Regions from separate parts of the Mus musculus genome. Here regions 1, 2, 4 and 5 are each linked to region 3. Evidence: chromatin contacts called from public HiChIP or PLAC-seq and promoter capture Hi-C data. All regions are on one chromosome and are shown on one strand. Each heading gives the region's core, a stretch centred on a gene start, on an enhancer-like site or on the middle of the called end of the contact. The rest is flanking DNA. Distances are from core to core; before and after follow the strand shown. Region 1 holds the start of Pcnx (pecanex homolog). Region 2 overlaps Smoc1 (SPARC related modular calcium binding 1). Region 3 holds the start of Synj2bp (synaptojanin 2 binding protein). Region 4 holds the start of Smoc1 (SPARC related modular calcium binding 1). Region 5 has its middle 23 kb from the start of Mir3067.

Region 1 (2,737 bases), core at 111-2,610, 330 kb after region 3:
GAAGGCTTCTTAAAACTTTTTGGTTTTTCCCTAGTCTCTCACCCAGTTTCCCTAGAGAGATAATGTGAGAATTTCCTTTTCTAAGTCATTCTGAGGTGATGCCCCCATCACCTTTGAGAACAGCTGACTATATCCTTAAGCCTGAAGGTCCTGCCTGAGTTCTAACTCCTACCTGAGTGGATATGAAAGGCTCAGTCCATGCTGCTAGGATGAACGCTGACTTCTGAGCACTCCACAGCTTATTACTTATGAGAACCTGGGCAATCACTCTGAGTGGCAGAGCCCTCACTGGTAAAAATAAGGATAGCCCTGGCTGTGTTAAAGGAGCGTTGTGAAGGTTAAGTGGAGCAGGTGTGAGCATAACCAGCTATACAGTGGCATGATACCCAGAGGCACTGCGATGGGTTTTAACCACTTCTTAAAATGTCACCAACTGCTCTGTCTCACTTGCTTTCCTCATTAATTATAGCAACTTTAATCTGGGAAAACAGAGTACGTTTATTGCTACAATAAACTCAACCTTCAAACCCTTAAAAAAAAAAAGCCATCCAGTGAGATCAGACATACTTCAGAAACATTAGACTGGGCCAAGAATGATTCCCAGTTTTCACAGCTATAAAAAGAGAAGTACAAGACCCCATTCAAAGTTTGGGTGGAGTCAGGAATCTTTCAACTCTGCTGAGATTGGCCCATTGATAAAAATGGTTACTAGTTGCACCACATGAAAAAGAAAAGTTGTGGTGCAAGCATAACTTGGTCATGTCATACTTTTGTATCTCTTGCAGCTTGTATTAATTTACACCTATTTGGAAGCAGTAAAGCTTCTAGTTCTTGACGTCGTCGCCCTTTTTCTCACTCAAGCTGCTTCGGGTCCAAAAAAGGGTAACACAGTTCTTTTCAACTCTGCTTTAATTCTTCCAGTCCTGCAGTGTCAAACTCAGACAGTTTACCCCCAAATGTTTTTTACTTGTTTTGTCTTGGGCAATTGCCACAAACGGCAGCCCCTGCAAGGTCTACGAATTCTGGAAGTCTGGAAGTCCGCTCGACTTTAAAGAGCTTGCAGTGGTCGGTCATGCCCGGTGCAGTGCCATCCGGGTTGCAAACTCGGACCCGACCGGATCCCACCCCACCCCACCCCACCCGACCCCACCCCACCCCACCCGACCCCACCCCCATCCCCACCCCGGCCAGATGCTGCTTCTGCAGGCTTCTCCCAACAGGAGGCGCCCGTGCGACCCAGGCGCTGCGCGTACCCGTGGGGACCGCTCCGCGGGTGGAGGGAGCAGGAGGAGGAGCCGGAGGGGGCGCGGCTTCCTCCGCGTCCTGCCGGGCGCCCGCTCGCCTGCTCCGCCGGGCCGAGGCTGGCGGCCGGCGGGGGTCGCGGCGGCGGAGGCGGCGGCGGCGGCGGCAGCGCTGGCGGACTGGGCTCGGGCTCGGAGCTCGAAGACAAGATGGCGGCGGCGCTCAGGAGCCCGGCCTCCTCCTCCTCCTCGCCGCTCTCCGCCCTGCCGCTCGCCGCCTCCTCCTCCGCCGTCTCCTCCTCCTCCTCCTCGTGCAGCAGCACCAGCGAGCGCCGCGGCGCCGGGCCGCTCTCCCGGAGCTCGGGAGGGGGCTAGACCGGTCCGCGGGCGCGCAGGCGACGAGGCCGAAGCTGGGGCCGGGGCGGGGACGGCGGCGGCGGCGGCGGCGACGCCGGGTGGGGATGGGGTCGCAGACGCTGCAGATCCTCCGGCAGGGGGTGTGGGCCGCGCTCAGCGGCGGCTGGTACTACGACCCGCACCAGGCCACCTTCGTGAACGCGCTCCACCTCTACCTGTGGCTCTTTCTGCTCGGCCTGCCCTTCACGCTTTACATGGTGAGTGGGGGCGGGGACGGGGACCCGCAGCGGACGCTCGGCTGTGATCCTCGGGGGCCCGGGGGTCGCGCCCCTGTCCTCCCCGCGTCCCGCGGTCCCGGCGGCGGGCGGACGCTCCCCTCCCCCGCTGGCTCCGCTCCGGGCCCCGGGTTTCCCGTGTTTTCAGCACCTCCCTTCCCGCCGGTCCCCGGCCGGGTCCCGCTTTCCTAGCGCCTCTCGTGCGGGTCTGCGTAACTGGCGCCCCGAGGCCTTCCATCGGGGGTCCCCGGTCGTTCCCCGGGCCTCGGACTATCTACCTCCCGCTCCCCGGGGGCATCCCCGCCCGCACCTCGGCCCCCGGCTGTGTGCGGAGCCCGGGGGAGGCCGTGCGCGCTCCGGCAGAAACGGAGTCGCAGGGTGTCCCGGCTCGTACTCGCTTCCCGTGCTGGGGGAAACCCCCAGCGGGCTCGCGCCTCCGCAAACCGCTGATCGGTTGAGTGCGGGTTCCATTCGGTTCAGCCCCGCGGCGAGGGACCGCGGTGTTGTCAGGCTAGCGCTGCCGGCAGGGAGCGGGGAGATACGAGAGCCTGGCTGGCGTTTGTTTGCGTTGGTTCAAGGCCTTTGACTGGCTGGGAAAAGGAGAGTGCCGCCGCCTGTTGCTTGGTGCTCTCGGTCCAGTTTCTCTGAAGTGTTTTTGGTGTTCCCAGACGGTTTCCTTCTATAGCCAAGGCTGGCCTGAGAGTCACTGTGCAGTCCAGGCCTCAGGAGTGTTTTTAGAGGATGTTTTCCTGAAAGATGTTTGCACATTTCTTAAAAATAAAAAATAAAATAAAAGCACAATTTTAGGTGGCACATTTGAGAAAACAAAGCTTTCAAATTTTAAAGTGATTGGAAGGAAGGATA
Region 2 (2,813 bases), core at 71-2,570, 490 kb before region 3:
TATGCTGTTTTTCGGTGTATGCTTTTGGGTAGGGTGATGGAGCTCTAATTCCACTTTCCTTATCTGGAAGTGGAAGATATTACTTACTGCATTGGGTCATTGTGGACTCAAATGGAGCACGACTGGGTGCTCAGGAAGGGTTACCTATTCAGAAAAATGATGGACTAAGCAAAACCACGAGTGATTTTTTTTTTTTTTTTTTTTTTTTTTGGTTTTTTGAGACAGGGTTTCTCTATGTAGCCCTGGCTGTCCTGGAACTCACTCTGTAGACCAGGCTGGCCTCGAACTCAGAAATCCACCTGCCTCTGCCTCCCGAGTGCTGCAATTAAAGGCGCCCGGCCCACGAGTGATTTTTATGAAAATTCCTTTTAACATTTTATCTTCTTTTGATCATAGAGGATCTATCTCTGTGTGTGTGCATGTGCTGTGTATGGGTGTGTGTATGTGTGTGTGTGTAGCTCACAGGTCACTGTCCCGGGATCTTCTTCAACTTTTTTTTGAGAGATTATCTCACTAAAACAGAGGCTTACTGAATGGCTAAACTGGCTGGACAGCCGTCTCTGGAGATCCTTCAGTCACTAGAGGCCTGCTCCATCACACCTAACTTTTTATTGGAAGTCGAACCTGGTACCTCATGCTTGCCCAGGAAACATTTTTCCAATCGAGCTATCTCTCCAGCTCTCTCCCCCTCTTCTGACTCCCCTCCCTTTTCTCTTTGGCCATGGAACCCAGGGCAATGCACCTGCTCATAGTATTTCCTCATGGAAGGGCTTGTTAATGCTGAGTCGTCTCAAAGGGTCACTTCTCTGTCTGCTGAAAATGCAAAGGGGTTTTTATCTGGAATCTATAAAGATTCCAGTCTATAAGAGCCTGGTATGACTCCTGCAGGCAAAAACCAAACAAAACCAACCCACCTAAGTGCAGATATCCCCTTAAGCCTGTGTCGCTGGAGTTTTAAATTCTGGTCCTGTCCACATAATTGGTCCATTACACTTTAAGTTTTCCTACCACAGTGGCTACTATGGATTTCTCTCTCTCTCTTTCTCTCTCTCTCTCTCTCTCTCTCTCTCTCTCTCTCTCTCTCTCCCTCCACCCTTTGTGAACTGAGATTCTCTTCACCTGCCTCTCTGCCTCTCCAGTTTTGGGGGCAGAGGTTCACCCTAAGACCTCCCTTCTCTGGAAGGTCTAAGAAGGCTTGCTGGGCTTCAGTTCATTCAGACTCTTCCTCGTTGCTAGGGATGAGCGGAGACCTTAAAGCTCCTTTCACGGTCACCACGCCCACTTTATTGATCCAGTGGAGAGAGCGATTAGCAGTGGACCTTGGGGAGAGGTCTGCCCAGTTGCTGCTCAGCGCTGTGCTTTGCAGAGGTTGTCAGTATGGAGGGAGCTGAGGAGGAGAGCTGGGAAGATCAGCTGCTCCTAGTGCCCGCAGAGGCTGCCACTGAGCTCCGTGCTCCCCAGGGCCATGTTGAAGCACAGGACTGGGGTTCACTGTCATTGGAATCGGACTCTGCAAACACCTACTGAGTTATGTGCGAACCAATGCTCTAGCTCCCAACGCCTCAGAGTAACATGCAAATAAACATGTATATAAATAAGCTGATGACATGTATGTAAATAAGCTGACTAATTTACATACTGGCTTGGCTCCTAAGGGACAGATGCTTTTCAAAGCCCCGTAGAGGCTGAGCCATTTCAGGTGACATCCTTATGATGAAGGCATTGTTATTATCCTCATTTTATGAAAGGGGAAACTGAGGCAGAGAAAGCTTCGTGGTTCCGAGACATGCACGTTGGGTATCATGTTGTTTACTTATGACTTAACAATATGAGGAAAGTGTCAAGAGACTAAGCATGCTTTATGCCGTCTTCCATGCCCACAGAGTCCCCCCCTGTGTTATAGAAACCAGTGAACCATAGAGAAGGGAGCGCCCACATCCTTGTGGTCACCGTTACTGATTAGACATAGGACCGCAGTCTCAGCGGCTCAGTCCTAGACTCTGTAGCCATGTCTTTCTGGAGCTGGACATCATTAGCAAAACCTTGGCCTTTTCTCCACAGAGCTGAAATGGTACTTAAGGGTCTTAGAATATCTTGCACAGAAATCTGCTGAAGCAGTCTAACTCTGCAAAGGTGAGAAAAGGGCACGTCTCAAACGTCCCACAGGCGACTCTTAGGCAAGTAGCAGTATATTACATACTACAGGCTAAAATTGCAGAAGGGAATAAAACCTACTGGGCAAGGCTTGCAACCTACAGCCTGTGCGAATGTTGTTTGAAAGAACATAAAAACTACACATTTCGTTTGCTCTTGGCTGGGCCTGGTGGTGTATGGCTTTAATTCCAGCATTCAGGAGGCAGAAGCAGACATATCTCTGAGTTTCCGATCAGCCTGGTGTATTTAGAAAGTTCCAGGACAGCCAGGGTTACACAAAGGAACCTCATTTTGAAATCGAAACAAAACAAAATTTTATTTGTTCTTGCTAGTAGCTGCTTAAACCCACCCAGACAAGCTCCTATGAGAGGAGCCTCTGACGATGTCTGTCCTTTATCCCCAGGTCTTATGTTTCTGTCTGAGGCAAGAGAAACACCTTGTTTGGGGCTGGGACTACCTCTTCACTGACATGGAGTTAGCGGCTAGGTAGCCACAGGTCCACACAGTGATGTTTTAGACCAACACACACATCTGTTAACACCGCTGTGAAATTTAAAGTAAGAATTTCTTTTCTCAGCCTTGTCCCGTACTCAGGGTGTATGCTGGTGGACGAAGAGATGTAGTGCCGATCATAATCCTGGAGGGCATAATCCCAAATG
Region 3 (2,791 bases), core at 61-2,560:
TGACAACAGTAACAAATACACACTGCTTACCATATATCAAGACATTGTCCTAAATATTTTCCAGAGAGCAAGTGGCTTCATCCTAACACTATATGTGAAACGCTTCATTTCATAACTGTCTCCATGTTACAGAAAAGAAACTACAAGAATCCATCAGTTAAGTTATTCTGCCAATACATTAAAACAAGCCAAAAAAAAAAAAGCAACAACAACAAAAAACTGGTAAGATGTTAGATTTAAAACAAAAAACAAAAACAAAAAATCTTGGCTCTAAGTGGTGAACCCTAAACCTAAAATGTTAAGGCCATAAAGAAAACTGCAAAGCCTAAGGAAGGCAGTGACACGATGTAGTAATCCAGCTATGAGCATCCATGAGGAAGACCACACAGCAACGCTAAATGGGAATTTTCCTGTCAGAATCACATGAAGTGTTTGTTTCAAGAATTGTTTGATCCACACTGAATCCAAATTTCTAAAGGTGAGACTAGAAAACAACATTTTCATTTCAATATTTTGCTAAAAAGTAAAAACGAAAACGCCCAAGTAATGGTGGTCAAGTGTGGCCAGGTCTGAAAACTTCTGTAAAAGGTCTCCGCCCGCTTTAGCATTCCAGTTGATATGGTAAATTGATTCCGCAAAAATGCAGGCAGGGACCCTAGCACCGGAGAAACTGTGAGACACTCAGAAACACACACACACACACACACACACACACACACACACACACACACACACACACCGCCGTTCGCTGCTCCTGTTTTTACCTGAACGGGCCCTCGGCGAAGAAACAAGGATGGAGCAAGCAACTGAATAACGGATACGGCGGCTCCCACACGCTGGCTAAACAGCGGGCTTTTTCCTGGTCTTGGCTATTGCCACCAACAGCAAGAAACCCGTCCTGGCCATAAACGCCTGTGGTAATCCGACTGGATTATGGGGCAGAGTCCTTGGGTCCGTTATCTAGCTAACAAAAGATGCCAATGGACTCTTTGCTCCGTGCCCGATAGCGTTCTGGGAAGCCGCTCGGTCGGGGCCTGCCTGCTCTCCAGCCAGGTAAACCCGGCTCCGCCAAAGCAAGGGACGCAGCAATTACTCCCTCCATGTCCCGCGCCTACCCGAAGGTCCTCTCGTCAGGTTGATCTCTTCCTCCGTGACTAAATAATCCACCCGTCCGTTCATATCTGACTGCTCTCCGGCCGGAAACCCCGGGTCAGCGGGTGGCCAGAGCAGGTGAAGGTGAATCAAGCTCCGCGCTGCCTCCCCAGCATAGCTTTTACAGTTTCCTCAGCGGTCAGACCGGAAAAGGAAACCGCGGGCACTGGGAACGTGGAGGATGCTGGGAGTGGTGGTTCTCTGAGCCCACCAGCGTTTTCCGGTACCTCGCACTGTTCTCAAGGCCGATCCTGAGGAGCCATGAGCAAAGAGAGGTATAATGCTCGCTTACACTGGAAGAGCATGGGGAAGGAGAGAGGGTAATAATGGTATGAGATAGAATTACATTGATACGTTTGACATTTTAAATAAAAATCTCAAAATATCTACAAATGTGTGTGTGTGTGTGTGTGTGTGTGTGTGTGTGTGTGTGTGTGTGTGAGAGAGATCTTTTATGAGCCTCAAACCACTCTATGAAAGGCATCATAGGCAAAGTACTAATGAGATTGCATACTTGGGTGGGAAATTGTAACCTTTTGTGCAATACAGATGAAATCCAATGTGATGCCCCATGTAAGAAAACTTGGTAACACTGCTTCAAGTTCCTTCGTTAGCAGTCCCCGTGTTAGTTAATAAAATGTATCCAAATAAAAAAATGAAACCTCCCCCCATCTCTCCTTCTCCCCCTCCCCTCCTCCTCCTCCCCACTCCCTTTCCCTCCCCCTCCCCTTCCCCCTCCCCCTCCCCCCCCTCTCTCTCTCTCTCTCTCTCTCATCAAGCAAGTGTTCACTGCTTAAAGCAAGGCACCTGGGCTGACACACATGACAGGAAGTGAGGATTTCCCTGATATTTACATCTGAGAGCATTGTTTTCCAGGGCCTTATGCACAAGATTTCTTAACTTAGACCTGACAAGACTCTTACTTAACTTTTAAATAGATGTATATATCCCTGGCTTGCATTTAATAATAGGCCTATCTAACTTAAGAAATGTGTACACATATACAGAGGAAAGATAATCATAGGCTTGTTCAAGAAAAATCCTCCAAGCAAAAGGAGGTGAAATGTCCTTTTCACAAAATGATTGCAAGACTTAAGATGTGACTTTCCAGCCCATCTTGACTTTTAAGATCGGACATTCCAAACAGAGGTGAAGAAACTTTCAGGTATCAAAACTACAAAGGCCTTAAGGACCAGGAAGGTGACCATAAATATGTATGGTGACTCAAGGGACTCCTGTGGTGTTAAGAGAATCAAAGACTGCATAATCAGACTATGGTATTCAAAGTTATGGCTAAAAGCCAAGCCAGCAACTCAGGTTTATTAAAACAAGTCAGAGGTGGATTCTATAGGAATGAGACAGGACAAGAAGGCAGGGAACCTGAGGCATGAGGGGAGAAGGATCCTGTCATCTCCAGGTCTGATTAAAATCTCTTGCCGGGCTGCTGAGATAGCTCAGCAGGTAAGAGCACTGACGGCTCTTCCAAAGGTCATGAGTTCAAATCCCAGCAACCATATGGTGGCTCACAACCATCTGTAACAAGATCTGATACCCTTTTCTGGAGTGTCTGAAGTCAGCTACAGTGTACTTACATATTAAGAAAGAAAAGGTAGGAAGGAAGGAAGGAAGGAAGGAAGGA
Region 4 (2,700 bases), core at 132-2,631, 510 kb before region 3:
CATTCTGGTTTGTTGTTCAGGAAGACTGGCTGGCTGTAGGGTGAAGGCTGTCTGTATGCAGCCAGATGGGGGTTAGGGTTAGCTTGCTCTTATAATCGAGAAGAGAAGCTGGAAGGGAGCAGAGCTAATCTTTGTCAGGACCTCTCAGGGCAGTCAGGGAGCTGTGAAACCTGGGCTTTATTTCAATCTGGTTAGAGAAATGGATCTTTCTTCACGAAGGGACGGGCCTGGACCGGTGGAAATCAAGCACGAAGAGTTGTGTTCCACTTTTGGAGATAATCACGGGTCTCTTGCGGGGAAGGCAGCAGACACTTTGTTGGGTTGAAGTGAGTGTGTGTGATGCGATGTAGCTGTTACCATTTTCAGGGTGGCCTCTTGGACCACTATGGAAAGAGCTCTAGCACCTGATAGGCCTGCTTAGAGCTGACCTATACAATCCAGGCTTGGGCTCCCAGGAAATTGCTCCTTGGAGGTCTCTAGGATATCTGTGCTCACAGAACACTCCTCCATCTCCTCCATTCATAACTTTCCTCCTCCCAATATGGGACCAGGATTCCTGGGACTGCCCTCTCCTCCCCGGCCTCCGCCCCAGCGTTGTTAGGCCACAGAGAAGCTGCTCCTGTGTTCTTTAAGTTCAGACTGATTAGCCAAGATGCCCGGGTTCTGACCGCAGGTCACATGGACCATAGGGCCATAGGGGTAGTTTACTGGACCCTCGGGGGACCCACCTTAGGCTGCTTCGGTTCGCCTCCGTCAGAATTATCTCAGGCAGCCGCTGTGGAACTTGGGTGTCACCCGTAAGGAGATTTTTTTTTTCTTTTTGAAATAAATGAATACCTCTTCCCGTAGGTCGCAGCTCACTCTGTGGGCCGCACCTGGTGGTTCCCCAGGTTGCCCTTGATTTTGCGGCCTCCGGGAAACATTTCTCAAGGACTTTGGGTCATTTGGAGCTATTTTCCCTGCCTGCTTCATGGAGCTGTTGCGACAACTCAAGCCTAAGAACTAACACACGATAAGTGTGTAAGGCTTCTTTACTATCCAGGTGACCATTCAGGAGGGACTGAGGCTGCTGGAGCGCGCGGAGGTTCCCAGCGAGGACTTGCTGAGAAAAAGTTACTCTTTATCCCAGCCTCTGCTGGAGCCCACTGTGGCCGGGAAGCCAGTGTAGCTCCTGGGGGGGTGGGGGGTGGGGGTGGGGGTGGGGGTGGGGGTGGGGGTGGGGTGGGGTACTGACCACGAACCGCCCCTCTCATCTCTCTCCCATTGGCTTCCACCTGCCGGAGGGTCGGCTGCTACAGGCCTCTCGACCCGTCAGTCAGCCTCTCCGGGCCCCGCCCCTCCCCTCCCGGGGTTTATAACGGGAATTCCCATGGCCCGAGCTCCCGCATCCAACCTGCTGTCGCCGCGGCCACGCCGAGCGCAGCAGGCGCCACGCGCAGAGCACACGCTCGCACTCCAGCTCCGGGCCTCCGCCGTTCATGACCGTGACCCCGGGCGCAGGCTCCTCCAGCCCCTGCCGCTGGCTCTTCGGCCACTCCCAGCTGCTGCAAGGGTCCCCACCTCCCCAAGTGCTTTGAAGCTAGCCTGAGCCCCCCTGCCCGCTGCCCGCTCGTGGCTGCCCGGCTCCGCTGGCACCATGCTGCCCGCGCGCGTCCGTCTGCTCACGCCCCACTTGCTGCTCGTGTTGGTGCAGCTGTCCCCGGCCGGCGGCCACCGCACCACCGGCCCCAGGGTAAGTGCGTCTCCCAGCTGCGCGCGCCCACCTGCGCTTGGCCGCTCATCTACAGGAGGGGGAAGGGAGGTGTCAGACCTTGTCCTCGACTTTACCGTCTAGTCCCTTGCAGGCCTCTTGGAGAAGTTGCTGAAATAAAATTTCATTGCCCCCCTCCTTCCCCGCCTTTTCTTGTAGCACTGACTCCCCACGACCTGTCACCGGTGGGTTTTCTTTCTCGAACTTCTCCTGAGGTTTTTCTCCTGGGCCTCCTAGGTCGGTGGGATCTCGGCCTTGGCTGGAGCAGAGTTTCCCTATGTTGTCGCTGCACCAGTCCCTCGAGCTGGCTTTCTTGGCAGGCAGAGGGTGTGTGTGTGTGTGTGTGTGTGTGTGTAGAAGGGGCGGGGGGGGGCACTCTGCCTAGAGAGTTTTAGGTTACCCGCGAGCCACACAAGGACCTTGTGTTGTTGTTGTTTTAAAAAGCAATCGCTGCTCGTAAAACCCACAGCAGATAATTTTAATGCCCCCCTCCTGCTGGCCTGGCCCTGGAGGAGTGGCAGGGGTAGGGAGCCGTGGAGAAGTTCGGAAGAACTTCTCCCCTGGGTTGGATCGGTTGAACCTTGATCTGATTGGAGTTTCTGAACCACACGAAATGTGCCAATTCTGTGCACAGGACGGGTTGTCCAGGGCATTGTAAAAAAAACGGGAACCAGCAGCACCGTGCTCATTTCTGGTCTAGATTATTGTTCTCCCTGCTCCCTCCTAATGGTCTAATAAAGAATTTCACTGCCTTAAAAATGTATTTGTTAAACCACCTAGAGGTTCCTTTGGCAACACGTAAGGGAGGCAGTCTCTGGGCAAGGATCAGGGTCAGTAAGATCAGAAGCCGGACCTCTGGGTAGCAGCTTGCCCGCTCCCATTCTGCGAGAATCTCTCTGGGAAAATAGCAAGGATTTGACTTCTGAGCAAATGAAGTTGGCTTCTCCACC
Region 5 (2,700 bases), core at 201-2,700, 340 kb before region 3:
CTGTATGTCTTCTGCAACTTTTTTTTTTTAAACTAAAAAAGCCCTAACTTTGGTCACATCCTGTCTAATACTTCCTTTGCTGGGTAAGCCAGCCAGTGGTCTCTTGTCATTTCTCATCAACAAAGGACAGATCAACCTGAACAATCCTTTCTGTGTGCTACTTCTACATCTGGCAGCCACCTTAACAATGTGACCTTAGCACTCCCTTTGCTCTGCACCATCTCCTCCTTAATAGGATAGATTCCAGGAAAACCCTTTGTCCAGATCCTCTTAACAGGACTATTGATTCTAGTTAATGGTTGATGATCCTGTATGTGGTAAGCGGAGCCTGTTCCCAAACTCAAGGCTATCTTTTAGTAATCTGCACACTTGATACAAGGGAGTGCTATGCACGGGGGTACTGCCTGTCTACAAGGTAGTAAACAGGTATCACACTGCTGATATAACTCAATCAGGAGAGACCAGGATGAGCTGCAATACAGTTCACCCCTCATGACTTCGGTGGCTAAAACACAAAGAGATAACCTAGACTTAGTGTCAGCTGGGGCACTTCTTTGTACTGTCCTTATTAGGGATCCATGTCAAGGAAGACTCCTTCCCTCTTGATTATGGAAGCAAAGAAAGAGAAATGTGGTAAATTGCACTCTGGTGCCTATTCAGAATGAAATATATTACCAACTTGGGGAGGAAAGAATTTATCTGGATTACATGTTCCAAATAGAGTCTATCACAAAGGGAATTGGGGACAAGAGCTGGAAGCAGGAGAAGAGGCAAAAATGGGGGAACACTGCTCACTGGCTCTCTCCCCTGGTTTGCTCAGTTACTTTTCATATACAACCCAGGGCCATCTGCCAATGAAAGTGGCACTGCCCACAGTGGCCTGGGTCCTCCTACATTGATCGTCAATCAAGACAATGCTCCCCCGGGATTGCCAAACTTATGGAGGCAATAACTCAGTTGACATTCCTTCTGCCTAGATATGTCCTAGGTTTGTATCATGTTGACAAAAACTAAGCCCCACAGTCATATTGCTCATGTTCCAGTGACTAAAGGGGTCACACGGCCCCACCCGACTATACAACAGTGAAGAAATAGAATCAGGAGTATTTTGTAAAAACTCTCGACTATTATGATGTAGATTATCTTAGTGTGATTTTAACTGGGCAGTGTGTGTACTGTCTAAGAGTAAAGAAACTTGCTTATTCCATTTTGTGCAATGCATTTTGCCCATGGCTTCTGACAAATGTGGCATGTTCATAACAACCACCATTCCCCTTGCTCAGCAAAGTGGGGAGGTGAATACCAGTTTCCCTTCTGTGAGAAGTCAGCACCCCACCTAGAGACTGTATCGGATGCCCTGTAGGAACGCTGCCACCCTCACAGTGTGGGCAGGAGAAGAGAAGTTGGAGGGGAAAGAGCAGGTTCAGGTAACATTGGAGGAGAATAGCTGGCTGAGACATCCCAGTGCCCTGTGCTATGCATGTGAGAACCTTGTGACTTCTGTAATCATTAGTTTGACCCATGCCCTATTGAATCATCTTCCATTAATGAGAGTCAAGGCTGTTTCACAAGCTCAGTTCCAATCAATCATGCAACTCAATATGCAACTTGCTTTAGTCTCCCTCCCCTCTCTGCCCTAGCACAGTGTCTTGGTCCATGACTGTTACAACACAGTGGAACAGTGGTCTGGCTCCAAGTCACTCCACTGGTTTATAACTGTTCTTCATGATGGAGTCAGAAGGAGGAAAAAGGAGAGAAGCCATGAGGGTCTCTGAGCAGTATCCTTCTGTGTTTATTGTAGCCACATCTCAGTTTAATGCTTATTCTATTTCCCATTGTACTAGGGGCCCTCTGTTAGAGCTTATATGGAGCACATGTCAGGTCCTGGAGTAAACCTCCCCATTGTTTAATCCTTCCTCATTGATTCGGCCAGTTCAGTTTTGGTGTGACCTTTCTATATCTTCCCATGTGAATATACCATGTATTCATGGTATCCATGTCCATTTTGATCTAGGGCCCCTGCTTCTGCTTTTCTATTGCGGCTGCAGCCTGACTCTCTGATAGGGTTTCCATTCATGGAACTTCGCTCACTGAAGCCCTGCCCAAAACTGGAAAGGCAGGCTGATCTTCAGCTGTTTCTTGTCTTAGCTCTTCACCCCCATGCCCCTTCAGTGTGTAGACGAGGCTGGCCACCAACTCTGCTGCATGTTGTTGGTGGTGGTGGTGGTGGCAGCAGCAGCATGGAGTCCAGCTGGAACACGAGGTGACAAACTTGCAGCTGTGACTTGTGACGAGCTGGTGGTCCCACTGCTTTTAGAATGTTTCTCCTATAGCTCTGGAGAAGACAGGGACATAGATGGAAACCGAAAGGCAGTATGACTACAGCACTCAGTATATAATACAATACTTTGGGGAGTTGTAAGGACATTGGTGGGGAAGGACTGAAATCGGGCTATTTAAATTACCCATGTGGAACTTTGTACCTTCCCCAACAAGCTATAAGGCTGAACTTGCACAACAGCACCCCATCATCAAGTCAAAGAGATACAGAGGGAACAGCTTAGTCAGGTCAAGAATGCATCTGTAGGTTACATAAACACTTGGCTAAGATGCTCATGGTAACTGATTATATCTGCAGCTGTATTCCCTCTGTCTGAGACACTCTTTGAGCTTAATTCAAAATGCCTCTGTGCAGTGTGC

Evidence for each region. Promoter capture Hi-C pulls out the DNA fragments that hold promoters and counts their contacts. HiChIP or PLAC-seq counts read pairs in DNA pulled down with a chosen protein or histone mark.
Region 1: an H3K27ac HiChIP or PLAC-seq map of microglia shows a contact between it and region 3, with 6 times the contacts expected there. The contact joins the promoter of Pcnx here to the promoter of Synj2bp in region 3. A contact is called at or near these places in 2 of 484 Hi-C or Micro-C datasets (Th1 cells and large pre-B cells), 2 of 115 datasets of contacts at active chromatin or transcription factors (embryonic stem cells and microglia) and 1 of 9 other capture datasets (pancreatic islet).
Region 2: a contact with region 3 is called in an H3K4me3 HiChIP or PLAC-seq map of stem cell-derived neural progenitor cells, with 2.3 times the contacts expected there. The contact joins the enhancer-like site here to the promoter of Synj2bp in region 3. A contact is called at or near these places in 4 of 39 promoter capture datasets (3T3-L1-derived adipocytes, cranial neural crest and liver) and 4 of 115 datasets of contacts at active chromatin or transcription factors (acute myeloid leukemia, bone marrow-derived macrophages, embryonic hindbrain and 1 more).
Region 4: an H3K27ac HiChIP or PLAC-seq map of embryonic stem cells shows a contact between it and region 3, with 4 times the contacts expected there. The contact joins the promoter of Smoc1 here to the promoter of Synj2bp in region 3. A contact is called at or near these places in 12 of 39 promoter capture datasets (3T3-L1-derived adipocytes, the C10 cell line, cranial neural crest and 7 more), 1 of 484 Hi-C or Micro-C datasets (embryonic stem cells) and 5 of 115 datasets of contacts at active chromatin or transcription factors (the SCID.adh cell line, acute myeloid leukemia, bone marrow-derived macrophages and 2 more).
Region 5: a contact with region 3 is called in a promoter capture Hi-C map of liver, with 4 times the contacts expected there. The contact joins the enhancer-like site here to the promoter of Synj2bp in region 3. A contact is called at or near these places in 5 of 39 promoter capture datasets (cranial neural crest, embryonic stem cells, hippocampal neurons and 1 more), 1 of 15 datasets of contacts at CTCF or cohesin (the NIH/3T3 cell line), 7 of 484 Hi-C or Micro-C datasets (the N1E-115 cell line, cerebellar granule neurons, embryonic fibroblasts and 2 more) and 10 of 115 datasets of contacts at active chromatin or transcription factors (the NIH/3T3 cell line, cardiomyocytes, embryonic forebrain and 5 more).

Annotation. Positions count from the first base shown.
Region 1 is chr12:81,858,670-81,861,406 of GRCm38.p6, forward strand. Pcnx (pecanex homolog) reads left to right here and starts at 1,361. Exons shown (of 36, transcript NM_018814.3): 1 at 1,361-1,855. The coding sequence starts at 1,703.
Region 2 is chr12:81,042,456-81,045,268 of GRCm38.p6, forward strand. All of the region lies in intron 1 of Smoc1 (SPARC related modular calcium binding 1), which reads left to right. Among named protein-coding and RNA genes, the nearest start is that of Smoc1, 17 kb to the left of the region's middle. Within about 2 kb of position 1,321, at least 9 of the 459 cell types and tissues checked have an H3K27ac peak or open chromatin away from gene starts, as enhancers often do.
Region 3 is chr12:81,531,601-81,534,391 of GRCm38.p6, forward strand. It overlaps Synj2bp (synaptojanin 2 binding protein), which reads right to left and starts at 1,311. Exons shown (of 4, transcript NM_025292.7): 1 at 1,116-1,311. The coding sequence starts at 1,179. It overlaps Gm20498 (predicted gene 20498), which reads right to left and starts at 1,311. Exons shown (of 6, transcript NM_001309848.1): 1 at 1,116-1,311. The coding sequence starts at 1,179.
Region 4 is chr12:81,025,427-81,028,126 of GRCm38.p6, forward strand. It overlaps Smoc1 (SPARC related modular calcium binding 1), which reads left to right and starts at 1,382. Exons shown (of 13, transcript NM_022316.2): 1 at 1,382-1,732. The coding sequence starts at 1,637.
Region 5 is chr12:81,188,286-81,190,985 of GRCm38.p6, forward strand. No RefSeq gene overlaps it. Among named protein-coding and RNA genes, the nearest start is that of Mir3067, 23 kb to the left of the region's middle. Within about 2 kb of position 1,451, at least 8 of the 459 cell types and tissues checked have an H3K27ac peak or open chromatin away from gene starts, as enhancers often do. A contact at or near this core is called in liver, where this site is marked.